Linked DNA regions of Ovis aries: region 1 is linked to region 2. Evidence: chromatin contacts called from public Hi-C data. All regions are on one chromosome and are shown on one strand. The core of a region is the stretch at or near the end of the contact, and the rest is flanking DNA. Distances in the headings are between cores, read along the strand shown.

The links. Hi-C and Micro-C count contacts between places; a contact is called where the count stands out from the background.
Region 1: a Hi-C map of mixed tissues shows a contact between it and region 2, with 6 times the contacts expected there. The contact joins the enhancer-like site here to the promoter of SCNN1D in region 2. A contact is called at or near these places in 12 of 16 Hi-C or Micro-C datasets (blood, hypothalamus, liver and 5 more).

What each region holds. Positions count from the first base shown.
Region 1 is chr12:50,680,775-50,686,819 of ARS-UI_Ramb_v3.0, forward strand. No RefSeq gene overlaps it. Among named protein-coding and RNA genes, the nearest start is that of C12H1orf159, 9.9 kb to the right of the region's middle. Within about 2 kb of position 3,612, at least 16 of the 54 cell types and tissues checked have an H3K27ac peak or open chromatin away from gene starts, as enhancers often do.
Region 2 is chr12:50,554,148-50,559,478 of ARS-UI_Ramb_v3.0, forward strand. It overlaps SCNN1D (sodium channel epithelial 1 subunit delta), which reads right to left and starts at 1,907. Exons shown (of 12, transcript XM_042229360.2): 1 at 1,801-1,907; 2 at 1-157. The coding sequence starts at 1,836. UBE2J2 (ubiquitin conjugating enzyme E2 J2) reads left to right here and starts at 4,012. Exons shown (of 7, transcript XM_042229363.1): 1 at 4,012-4,268. The coding sequence starts at 4,191.

The sequences.
Region 1 (6,045 bases), core at 2,362-4,861, 130 kb after region 2:
ACATCCCTGATGGGACATGGTAGCTATCATATCAAAGCAGGCACGCCGTGGTCTTCCCTGCACGTCGCGGGTATTGCGTGCTTCACAAACCAAAGGTGTGTGCCAACCCTGCAGTATCGAATAACTGTTAGCAGATTTTAGCAATAAAGTACTTTAAAATCAAGGTGTGCACATTGGGTTTTAGACATAATGCTATTGCACACTTAATAAACTACAGTGCAGTGTAAATATAACTTACATGCGCTGGGAAAGCAAATGCATGACTCGTTTGTTGTGATATTCTCTGTGTCAGGGAGTCTGGAACAGAACACGCAGGGTCTCCGAAGTCTGCCTGTATTATGTGTGCATAACAAGTTGGTTCCTGGGTGTCGGGTGAGCACCTCACCTCCTTTTCTGGTCAGAATTCCAGGGATGAGCTCGGAGCCGGCGCCCTGGCAGGTGACTGCCCCACTGGTGTCCCCAGCTTCTGTCCACTTTACAGATGAGCCACACGGAAGCCTCTTGGTTCCTCCCAGGTATGGTTAGCATGAGCAGAGCACTGGCCCCCAGGCTCTGCGGGCTAGCCGCATCCTGGACCCCACGGAGGGGTGGACACCCTAGCCCCTTTGGTGTTGCTCCCAAGGGGTACTAGAACCACCTCCAGGCCAGTGCCCCCGGGTTGGGGCTGCTCCCAGAAAGAACTGTGGGGCCCACCGGGCCTGCGCCCTCCCACTGCCCTCTTGCAAGACGTGCTTACCAGCCACAGCATATGCGTTTGCACCCCAGGTGCCAAGGGGCTCTGCCAAGGTCTGCGTCCGGTGGTGCGTCTTGTTTCTGCCTGGGACCCTGGGGCTCTCTGGGCCCTTGACTGGGACCAGGCTCATCACTCTCTGAATGGCTCAGCTCTCCCTGACCCAGCAGTGTGACCCCTCTGTGCATCTGAGTGCAGACCAGTGCCCAGAGGGCAGAGGGGAACAGGGTCTGCCTGGTGGCACCTGCATCTGTCCAGGAGATTCCTGGGGACTTGAGAGGACAGAGGCCAGAATGGAGACACAACCCCTGCCTAGCTTCTTGCTCCAGGGCCTGGGCAGGAGGCATGCTGGCTGAAATCCAGGAGGAAGCCAGCTCTGGGTCTGTCCCTACCCAGTCCCTTTGCCACTGTGGTCGGCAGAGACAGGGGTCAGCTGCAGCCCTGAGGCAGCCCTTTCCTGGTGTTTGAGTGCCTGGTTGAGGTCCCTGCAGGACACGCTGCAACCACCATGGCCCCACCACGGCCCCTCCACAGTGAGTAAGACCTGGGGCACTGCCATCAGGAGGGCCTGCAGGTCCCACTGCTGTACCTAACTCCAGGGCAAGGGTGCCATGCTGCCCCCAGGGCAGGTGAACACTGACTGAGGCACTGGCAGGCTGGAAGCTCTGTTGCCCTCGGGCATCTCTCCAGGCCTCCACCCCCACAGGGTACAGACACTCCCAGGCTTGCTATCTCGGCATCAGTACATGGAGGTTAGGCACCAGGACATATCCTGTGCCTCTGCACCAGGACGGATGTCCAAAGCCCCTCAAGCGTGGCTGGTCTCCTGCTAACTGGGCCGTCATCGCCATGCAGCCCAAAAGCCCCAAGGTGCAGCCAGCTCCCCTCCCAAGGCCCATGTTGACAGCCCTTCCTGGACAGTCAGCCACGGCGGTTTGCTCTGCTGCCTCCTGTGAGAACCTTCCGTGGCCTTCGTCCTGGTGAGCCCTTAATTGCCAAATAAATATTTGCCCAGGGTGGGGCTTCGTGCTCAGGGTTAAGTATTAAATGGGCTGAAAGCCGGAGGACCCCACAGCCATCCTCGAAGACCCGGGTGGAATGGGGATGCTGGCCCGGCTGTGTTCCCGTTCACCGTCCAGACGGGAGGCAGAGCTGACCCCAGCCCAGAGCAAAGGCCAGCCCAGGGACCAAGGAGGACCAAGGCAGCAGAAATCCTGAGAACGCGAGGTGCACAGGGGTGGGGAGGGGCACTGTCTGCCTCAGAGGTCCTCCAGAACATGGCCTGTCCTGAGCAACAGGGGACGAGGCAGGAAAAGGCACGTCCAGGCCGACTGAGTCAGTCATGTGCTGCTAGGTATGAGACAACCCCAACACGGTGCCTGAAAACAGCAGGAGGCCTCAGAGCAACTGATGCGGCATGAGGCTGCCCACAGGGGTGGCCACAGCCACCTGGTGACCAGCCCTGGGCGTGCCACCTCTCCCTTCCTCACTTGTGTCCATGGAGAAGTAAACTGGAAGGGAGGGCACTGGTCAGGATCAGCACTTCTGGTTTGTTTCCTGGAAGCCGCTCATCCCATTGGCGGGCATTTGTTTGCTTTTGCTGATGGACTGGCAGTTGGTTGGTTAAGTAAGACTGTAAAGTGAGAGGAGTTTTGAAAAGATGCGCATTTGTTGTCAACCTAACTCCTATGAATGCCAGGCCAGGCGCACCTGTTCCCACATGGGGGTTCCTGCCACTGCTGTCCCACAGCTTCTTGTGCACAGAATCATGGGGACATGTTCATCATTAGGCTTCCCAACCTAGTTTTCACGGGTACATGCGTGCACTCATCCTGTGTGTTTGTCCCTGTTTGCAGCCTCTCTGACGCAGCCTCAAGTCCCCACGGTGAGTCAGAGTCTGGGCTGATTTTGTGCCAGGTTGGCTGGGCCACCGGAAGCCCAGGGACATGGCCAGATCCTGTCCCAGGCAATTTCTCATGAGATTAGCATTTAAATTGGTGGACAGAGGAAAGGAGATGTCCCTCCTGTGAGAGTGGGCCTTGTCCAATCTGTGGAGGGCCTGAATGGAAGAAGGCCAGCCCTCCCCACTAAGGGCAGGGTGGCAGGGGGGCTGTTCCTGCCTCTAGACAGGAGTGACCCGTCCTCTCTAGGCCTTCAGTGGGCTGACTGCACTTCCTGAGGGTCTTGGCCTACATGACTGCCAAGTCCTCATAATGAATCTCTGTCTGTCCATGTACCTCCTGCTGGTCTGTGTTTCTGGAGACCCTGACTCTTACGTCCTGGTGGATGGGTGTCTGTGGCCACACAGGGCTCAGCTGGTAGGGGGAGGTCTGGTCTTGGGTCAATGAGGATGTGAGCCACTGCAGGCCCCAGCGTCCAGGCCCAGGATCTGGCCAGGACCCTCCCGCGAGTGAGAGCGAGGGGCTGTGTGATCCATGGGGAAGGGGGTCTGAGACGAGGGGCAGGAGCACAGCTGCAGTGAAGGAGCAGCACCTGAAGTCCTGAGGAGGACACAGAGGACCAGTGCAGGGCCTTGCGTGGGCAGCAGGGCCTTACGTGGGCAGCAGGCCCAATGCCTGGAGTTGGCTAGGGCTACCCGTAGTGCGTCTCAGGGTTTTGGACACCCCAGGCAGCCATGGTGGGGAGTTCTGGGCACCAGGTACGGGGAGGCACTGGGGTCACAGATTGAGGCAGGGTCACTTTCTCCTCCCCAGGGAAGAGGGCCTCAGTGCCAGTCCTGGAGCATCAACACATCAATTTCTGCGTCTTGGGGAAGGGTCCAGACCCAGGTCTGCCCCTCTCCACTGTCAGAGGGCCTTGGACAGTGGAGGCGTGGGCTGCAGGCTCCGTCCAGACCATTGCCCGCTGGACAAGGGCGCCATCTACAGGCCTATTCAGGGACACGCTATCCCTGGGGCTCCAACCCAGTGTGGTCGGGCAGGAGGTTTGTTAAGGACAAGCAGGAGACCCGCTTCCCTGCTGGGTTGGTGTCTGGAGCTCTGAGAAGCTTCCAGCAGAGGTCAAATGTATTCTTGGGCTTTCAACCATGAGTGGGGAGCACACAGAGCCCAGAGGTCAGCCTGGCAGGCACGGGGTCCATGAGGCTGGCACCCTCCAGGTGCTGTCCCCACCCAGCCCTTCACCAGGTCACCGGTGACCGCACAGTCTGGTCTGCGTGCAGTGAGGACCCCAGAAGGCAAGCTCAGGATGGAGCCTGTGCTTCCTGCACCTGGCCCAGCAGGCTTCCTGCTGGTCTTCAGAGGACAGCTCCACCCACCAGTCTGCACAGATACTTGCACACAAAGCCCACAACCCAGGGAAGTGGACCAGGTTGGGGAGGGCTGGGTAGGGGTGGAGGGTTGTAAACAGCAATTAAGTCCTCCTTCTAATTGCAGGCGATTAATTAGCTGATGATTGAGCCTCCCCTAGCGTAGGGGCTGTTTGGAAAGAGCTTAGGACCTTCACCTGCTCCTCCATGGGCTGCAAAGGTGCAGGAGGGTGGGGTGGGTGGGAAAGGGGGACAGTCTCAAGGGCTGCACAGAGGCGGGGTAGGGGTGAGAAGGGGGAGGACAGGCCCAAGGGGCTCTGGGGGTTGGATCCTGGGGGCCATTAGGCACTGGGCTGGGGGTCCTGAGTCTGCCTATGCCTGCCCAGGTTCCGAGTACCTGCAGAAAACATTCTGTTAATGGGGAGGAGGAGGGGAGAGCAGCCCCCAGGGGAATCCAGAGCAGAGCGGATAATTGCTGTTCCCACATCCAAGAACGGGAAACAGTGGGAGGAGGCGAGCCTGGGCAGGCCCGCTCCTTGGGTGCCCAGGGACCTGCCTTCCTGGGCTGACGCAACAGAAAGGCCCCACAGGCACTCTGGGAGCCCGGGGGGTGGGGATGTGGGCTGTTTGTGCCTCAGGTTCCTCTGGGCAACCCTGGCCCAGCCTGAGGGCCCTCCCTCTCTGCAGCAGCAGGATGAGTGGAGGGGCTGGGAGTCCTTTGTCTGAGCAGCCATCTCTCAGGAAAAGCGAAGCACGAGAAAGGCCACTGGGTTTCAGGAGACAGAAACAAAAACCCTGGGATGGTCAAGGCCAGACGCAGGCAGATAATGAGGTCACCCCATTCCCCGACAGGAACTTCTTCCCCAAACTGCAGCATTGCTGGCTGTCTGCTTCATTGTCATCTTGTCTCATATGTGATCCTGGGAGCACTCTGTCATCAGGCACAGGGCAGTCCCCACAAGGAAACTTCCAGCCGCCCCCCCCCCCCCCCCCGCTGTTGTCTATTCTCTTCCATAATTCTGTCATTTCGGGGGTTACGTGAGCCTTTGAGACTAGCTTTTCTTCACCTGCAGCTCCCCCGTGCGGCAGCCCCATAGCTGGCTGGGCTGCTGTCCCACCTGGGACACCTGGGTGGTTGCCAGGTTTGGCTTTTACAGACAAAGCTGCTGTGAACAGTCTGTACAGTTTTTTTTATGTAGACATCAGTCTTCGTTTATCTGGGATAAATGCCCAGGAGTGCCATTGCCGGTTGCCGCGGTAATGTTCGGTTGATGAGAAATTGTCAGTCAGTCTTTCAGGGCCTGCCCCTTTACACGTTCCCAGCACTGCAAGAGTGATCCAGGTCTCTGGAGCCTTGACAGCATCAGTGTTGTCACTATGTTTAATCTTAGCCATTCTGATGGGTGAGTGGTGGTAGCTTCTGTTGTTTTAGCTTGCATTTCTCTGATGGCAAATGGTGCTGAGCATCTTCACAAGTACTTTTCTGCCATCTGTACTCCTTTTCAGTGAAATGTCTCTTACCCACCTTCTAATATTTTAAACTATTTGCAAATGTAATATATTCTATTTCCTTCTCTCTCTCTCCTATTCTTTCTTTGGCTGTGCAGCACGGCTTGTGGGATCTTAGTTCCTTGACCAGAGCTTGAACTCGGGCCCCAGCAGTGAAAGCGCTGAGTCCTAACTACTGGACTGCCAGGGAATTCTTGACATTCTATTTCCTTTTCATCTGAATTAACAAAATCCTCCCAATTAAATAATCGACAGATACCTATTTTAATTAAATTTATATGTAGGTTATTCCAAAAACTCTCTTAAACTTTCAACACTTAACGTAAGTTTAGTAGGATTGTAGGATTTCATCTTAAAGAAACAAATGTAAATAATTTCCTCTCTTGAAGGATGCTGCTGCTGCTACTAAGTCACTTCAGTCATGTCCAACTCTGTATGACCCCATAGATGGCAGCCTACGAGGCTCCCCCATCCCTGGGATTCTCCAGGCAAGAACACTGGAGTGAGTTGCCATTTCCTTCTCCAATGCATGAAAGTG
Region 2 (5,331 bases), core at 657-3,156:
TGGTGCAAAAGAAGGTGACCAGCTCCCTGAAGGAGGTGTGCAGTTCTACCAGCCTCTCTCCATGTTCCTCCTCAGGCAGTGTCGGTGGGGATGCCTGGGGGCACGTCCAGGTTCCTGGTCCATCACCCACTGTTTGGCCCGTGCCTTCAGCCTGCATCTGAGAAGCGAGACTCAGTGGGGCTCCAGCCCGCCACCTGGCCTGACCCCACCCAGGTCTCCCCACCCGGGCCATCAGCCTTCCATTCTCCATGACTGGGAATTCCCAGAATTGTCACATCCCTCAGCCACCAGTGGCCTAGCCTGGCTTGCTGACGCTTGAGAAAAACCCAATCAGAAGCTGGTCCATAACTTGGGACCAACTCTGTTGCCCCCACTCCCATGGCAACAAGCGGGACACCAGGCAGCCTCCACAGGCGTGTCTCATGGCCAGAGCCGAGCCTGGGTGGCGGCGCAGGGACAGCAGGGGACATAGGCTCTAGGCTACGCCAGGCCTTGTTTGAAGGTGGCTCGAGGCTGGAGGCTTGGGTGGGTCTCTGCTGCCATCTGCCAAGTGGGGCAGGGGCCTCTGGTGAGGGACAACCAGGTGACCTGCTCTGAGTGGGCCTAGGGCCCAGCATTGGGGGTTGACTGAACCCTGGGCCCCAACAGCCTCCAACAACCCTCAGTGGCCAGCATGGCCATGCTGGATTGGGGCCAATGGAGCCACACAAGTCCAGCCACATCTGGGCCAAGGGTCAGGCCTGTAGCCTATTGGGCACTGTGGGCCTATGTGGGGGTGTTGTCCACTGAGCTGAGTCTGGGGATGCTCCGTTTGTGGGCCTTGGGCTTCCAGAAAGTAGGCAGCAGTCTGGCCAGACATGGTGGGGACCTGAGGGCTCCAGGGAGGTCGACCTGAGGCCTGCCTGGCCCTACTCCCACCTGGAGGCTCTAGCATCCTGGGACCTTGGTCCCTCAGTGCACAGGGCCGTGGGGCCCTGACCAGGTCAGGCTGGCTGGCCCGGGACATGCACTGAGTCACTGCCTGGGCTTCCTACAGACTTTCCAGAGTGTCCCCATCTTGGTCTGAATCATTAGGCCTCTCGCACCTGGGGTGTAGCCTCCTGGGTTCTGGCCCCTCTAGGCAACTGGGCCTGGGCCGATGCCTGGGGAGGGCCTGAGCCAAGGAAGGGCCTGGTATGTCTCAGCCAGCACATGCTGGCCTGGACCCCCAGTGCCCACCAGCTGCCTGGGGCCCAGGTAGGAGGTGGGGGTGGTCAGCCCAGGCCTCAGGTTTGTGGAGGTGGCCAGGCCAGGAGAATGTGCCAGCATGGGTGCTGCTGGTGGGCCCCCTGTGGCAGAGTGCTGCCCACACAGGTGTGACCACATGGAACCCTCACAGGGCAGCAGGACCTTCAGCTTCATGATACAGGCGAGGGAAAAGGGTGTCCAGAAGATTCTTTCCAACTCCAGTAACCATGTTTCCAGATTGGCCACCTCCCACCCTGGCTGGGACTGCCAGGCAGGAGGAGGGTGGCTTCCTGAGATGGGGGGGGGGGGTTCCCTGACACCTCAGCCACGGCAGGAGTGGGGGTGCACCGCTCCTTCACGCAGTACACGCACGCACACAGCTGTGCACAGACACACACACTCCTCCTCTCACACACAGCAAGCCCTCTGTCAGTGGGGGTGCATGACAAAGGCGTGGATGGGAGCCTCTGCCCTTGCCCCACCTGTGCCTGTGCTTCAGACGACCTGGGGGACACGGCCCCTCCACCTCAAGCCAGGGAGACCCCAGTGATGGCCCGCCCTGATGCCCGGTACCTCAAGGCTGCACCCTCCCTGTGCGTGGGCATCCATCCTCTGGTGCTGGCGGCTGCAACAGCAGTGACTGTGGCAGTTCTAGCAGGTGACAAAGTGGGCTGTGGCCCAAGGCTGGCCAAGCAGCCTCCTGTTTATAACAGGCTGGGCGTGGGGCGAGGTAGTGGGGCGGAGCCTGCCAGGGAAAGCCACATCTGCTCTGGTCCCGGAAGGGGAAGCCTTTGGGGCAGGGATGGGGGTCCTTCACCTCAGTGAGGCTCTCTTGCCCACATTCCTGGAAGTGAGGTCTGGAGGCCTGGCCCTGGCAGGGGTTGAGGGGCTCCAGGTTTCTGGAAGGTGAGGAGGGACCCCACTCTGGTAGAACCTGGGGTGCCTGGCCCCCCTCCCCTGTCCACTCTCCTCCCACCTGGCCTGGGAGAATGCTTGCTCGCCTCCACCTGCCCAGCTCTAACCACAGGTGTTTGTGGCCAGGGGTCCCTGGGCAGGGACCTCCACTCCCAGAACACGGGTGTCCCCTGGTGCTGGCTGCCCAGCCCCTGGGACAGGCACCTACTGTGGGAGTGAGTTGGGGCCTGGGTGGGCAGGTGGTGCCCATAGCTCAGCCTCCCGGGAGGCACAGAGACCCTGCACCAGCCACCCACCACACTCAGGGTCCAAGTCCACCACCTCACGGCTGAAATCCTCGGCCCCAGAGTGGTTGCCTGAGGCCAGACAGTGTGTGAAAGGCTGGAGAGCCCCCATGAGGAATCCAACAGGGCTCCATGAGGCCAGAGGCCTCGGCATCCCAAATGACCAGACCCTCCGCTTGGCCCTCTGCCCCTCCCACACAGGCTCTGGGTTCCTGACGGCCCACCCCAAATGGGTGCTGAGATGAGGGAGGAAGCCCCCACCCTCGCTAGGCTCTTCTGGTGGGGGCTTGGCTCTGAGGAGGGGTGAGGTCATCAGCCTCCTGCCTTTGGAAGGGGCAGATGGCAGCCGGGGACCTCTGGGAGAGGGAAGTCACGCTCAGGGAAGAGCTGGCCCTGGACTCATCTAGGTGTGAGTGCGAATCACAGCTTCCTCAGTCATAGGCTGTATGACGTTGAACAAATTACTCAACCTCTCTGAGCCCGTTTCCTCAAGCACAAAGTGAGGCTGAGTTTCCTCTTGAGGCTTGAGACTCAAAGGTGAGACTAACCGATGCCATGGGGCCAGCGTCAGAGCCCCATCTTCCTGCTTCTGAGGAGGCTGCCCCAGAACCCACCTTTGGGAGGCCAGAGACACAGAGACTGTGTCCAGCGGCAGCAAGGCCAGCAGCCCCCTCCTCCCTTCCCTGCCTGACCCCTCTCCTGCCTCCCCAGGCTCTTCCAGTGACTGGAGGAACAGAAGGCACTGTCTGGGACCAGACAGGGCATCTCCAGCTCCTCACACAACAGGGGCTCGTGTGGCTGCTCCTTAACAGCTGTGTGTTGAGAGAATTAGAGAAATTATTTAGGGCCCTATGTCCCCCACCCTCTCTCCAGAGGGATGGCTGGCCCCAGCCTGCTGAGCATGGCCCCTTTGAGCCTTCAAGCGGTGGCTTTCCCTGAAGCTGGACCTAGGGATATCAATGTGCCTCCTTCCAGACTGTGTGCACTCAGCACTTCATGGGACCCCTGGGCTCTACTTTCACACCCATGGGTGTCTCCACCCTCAGAGACAGCTAAGAGTTGTTCCTGGAAGGATTCTGGTGCAGCAGCCATGAAGTCTGAGCCAATGGGCTCTGCATGTGTGCCAGATTCTGGGAGCCAGGAGCATCTTCCCCAGCCTGGGGAGCTGGACCATCTGGAGTCCCTGCCCACGGGCAAGTAGGAGGCCTCCTTGGTGCTATTGCAGCGCCTCCCTGTCCCCCAGGCGCTGACTGCAGTGTCAAGCAGGGATTCCGGCCACCACGGAGGGGGCTCCTTGAGGTACTGGCCACTGGAGATGGGCCGAGTGTGTGATGTTGCCCGTGTGGGGCTCAGGGTCTGGTCTTGTGTCTCTCTCACACCTGTGCTTGAAACACCCAGCGCCTCAGGGCAGCCTCCCTTACATAACTCTCCTCGAGCTAAAAACAGCTGGGCCCGCCCTGCGTGGGGATGGCAGAGCCTGGAGGAGGCAGAGGAGAGAAGGAAGCTTGAGATGTTTTCTGGGTGTGGCAGCAGGAGGTGGGGCCTGGGACTGTCAGCCTCCCCATGAGGAAGGAGGGCCAGGGCCAGTGAAGCTCACTCGCAGCAGGAGGAGGTAGCAGGCTGCTTCCCCGTGGCTGGCTGGCCTGGTGCTGGCCTGAGGGGCGATGGGCACTTCTGTTTCTGCCCCTGGGCCTGGGCCAGCACTGCAGTGACTGGTAATATCTTGTCTGAGGTGCCCCGGGTGGGCCAGATTCAGTGGCGATCATGGCCCCCTGTCTGCCCTCTGCCAGTAGCCATGGCTGGACCTGTCGGAGCTTGGAGTCCACTGTCAATCGTCATGTGGTTAGTAACCCCACTGACCGGTGGTGTATACTGAGAGGCAGTCAGGGTTGTGGTCAAGGGTGAGACTTTGGGGTTTGAACCCCAGATCTGCCTAGCGACAGCCTCTCTGGATTAGTCCCAGCTGATGACCAAGGCCTGTCTCACAGTCAGTGCAGCGTCTGCCCTGGCACAGCCCTGTGGGGGCACACCCCAGACCCCACTCACCAGGAAGGGTGGTGAGGAGAGTGCTGGCCCGCCCGCTGCCCAGCCCTCCCTTACCCAGACCCCCCACCCGAATGCCATCCTCACCTGCTCGGAAGTGTTCCCCCAGTGCTGTCCCAGAGACTCTCTGCTCCCCAGGGACTTCCCTGGGTTCCCCACCTCCCTGCTCTGCCTCCCCCTCCCCCAGGGCCTGGGAGGGGACCGTGGGAGCAGAAAGTGAGCCTCAGTGCAGCGGCCACTGCTGCATAATGACCCTATTCATGGGCTAGGCGGAAAATTCAGCCGGGAAACAGTGCAACTTTTTATGAGGACAGCTTTCCCCCTGGGCAGGGGCTGGGCAGGATTCCTACGCCGGACCCCACCTGGCACAGGTTCCAGTGGGGCTCCTGGCTCCACAATCACTGCGGTCACACAAGGTCACCCAGGATTCGATTCTCAGGGACCCGGGTGGTTCGGTCGCCGGGGACGCGGACTGCCTCCAGCGCTTCCCTGTTGAGTGGGCATAAGAACTGGGTCCTCCAGGCGGGACTGGGCCGATTCTTTGGAAGGGGGCGGTGGGAGGGTCAAGGTACCAGGGAACTTGGGCGGGGCTCATCCCGGAACCTCGGGGGTTACCCTCTAACTGGGCCTGTTTTCCCGCGGAAGGCAGGGGATCATGAGGAGGGGAACGTGCAGGGTGGGGGGACCGGGAGCTCTGCGACCGCTGACAGCGATGTGGCCGAGGGACCAACAGGACGGCCAGCCGTGGCTGATTGGACCAGACCTGCCTGAGCTCGTTCTCCGCCCCTCGGAGCTGTCTGTCAGTGCGCATGCGCCGACTGCTTCTGCCTCCCGGGAAGGGAGGCGACAGCGAGATGCAGGC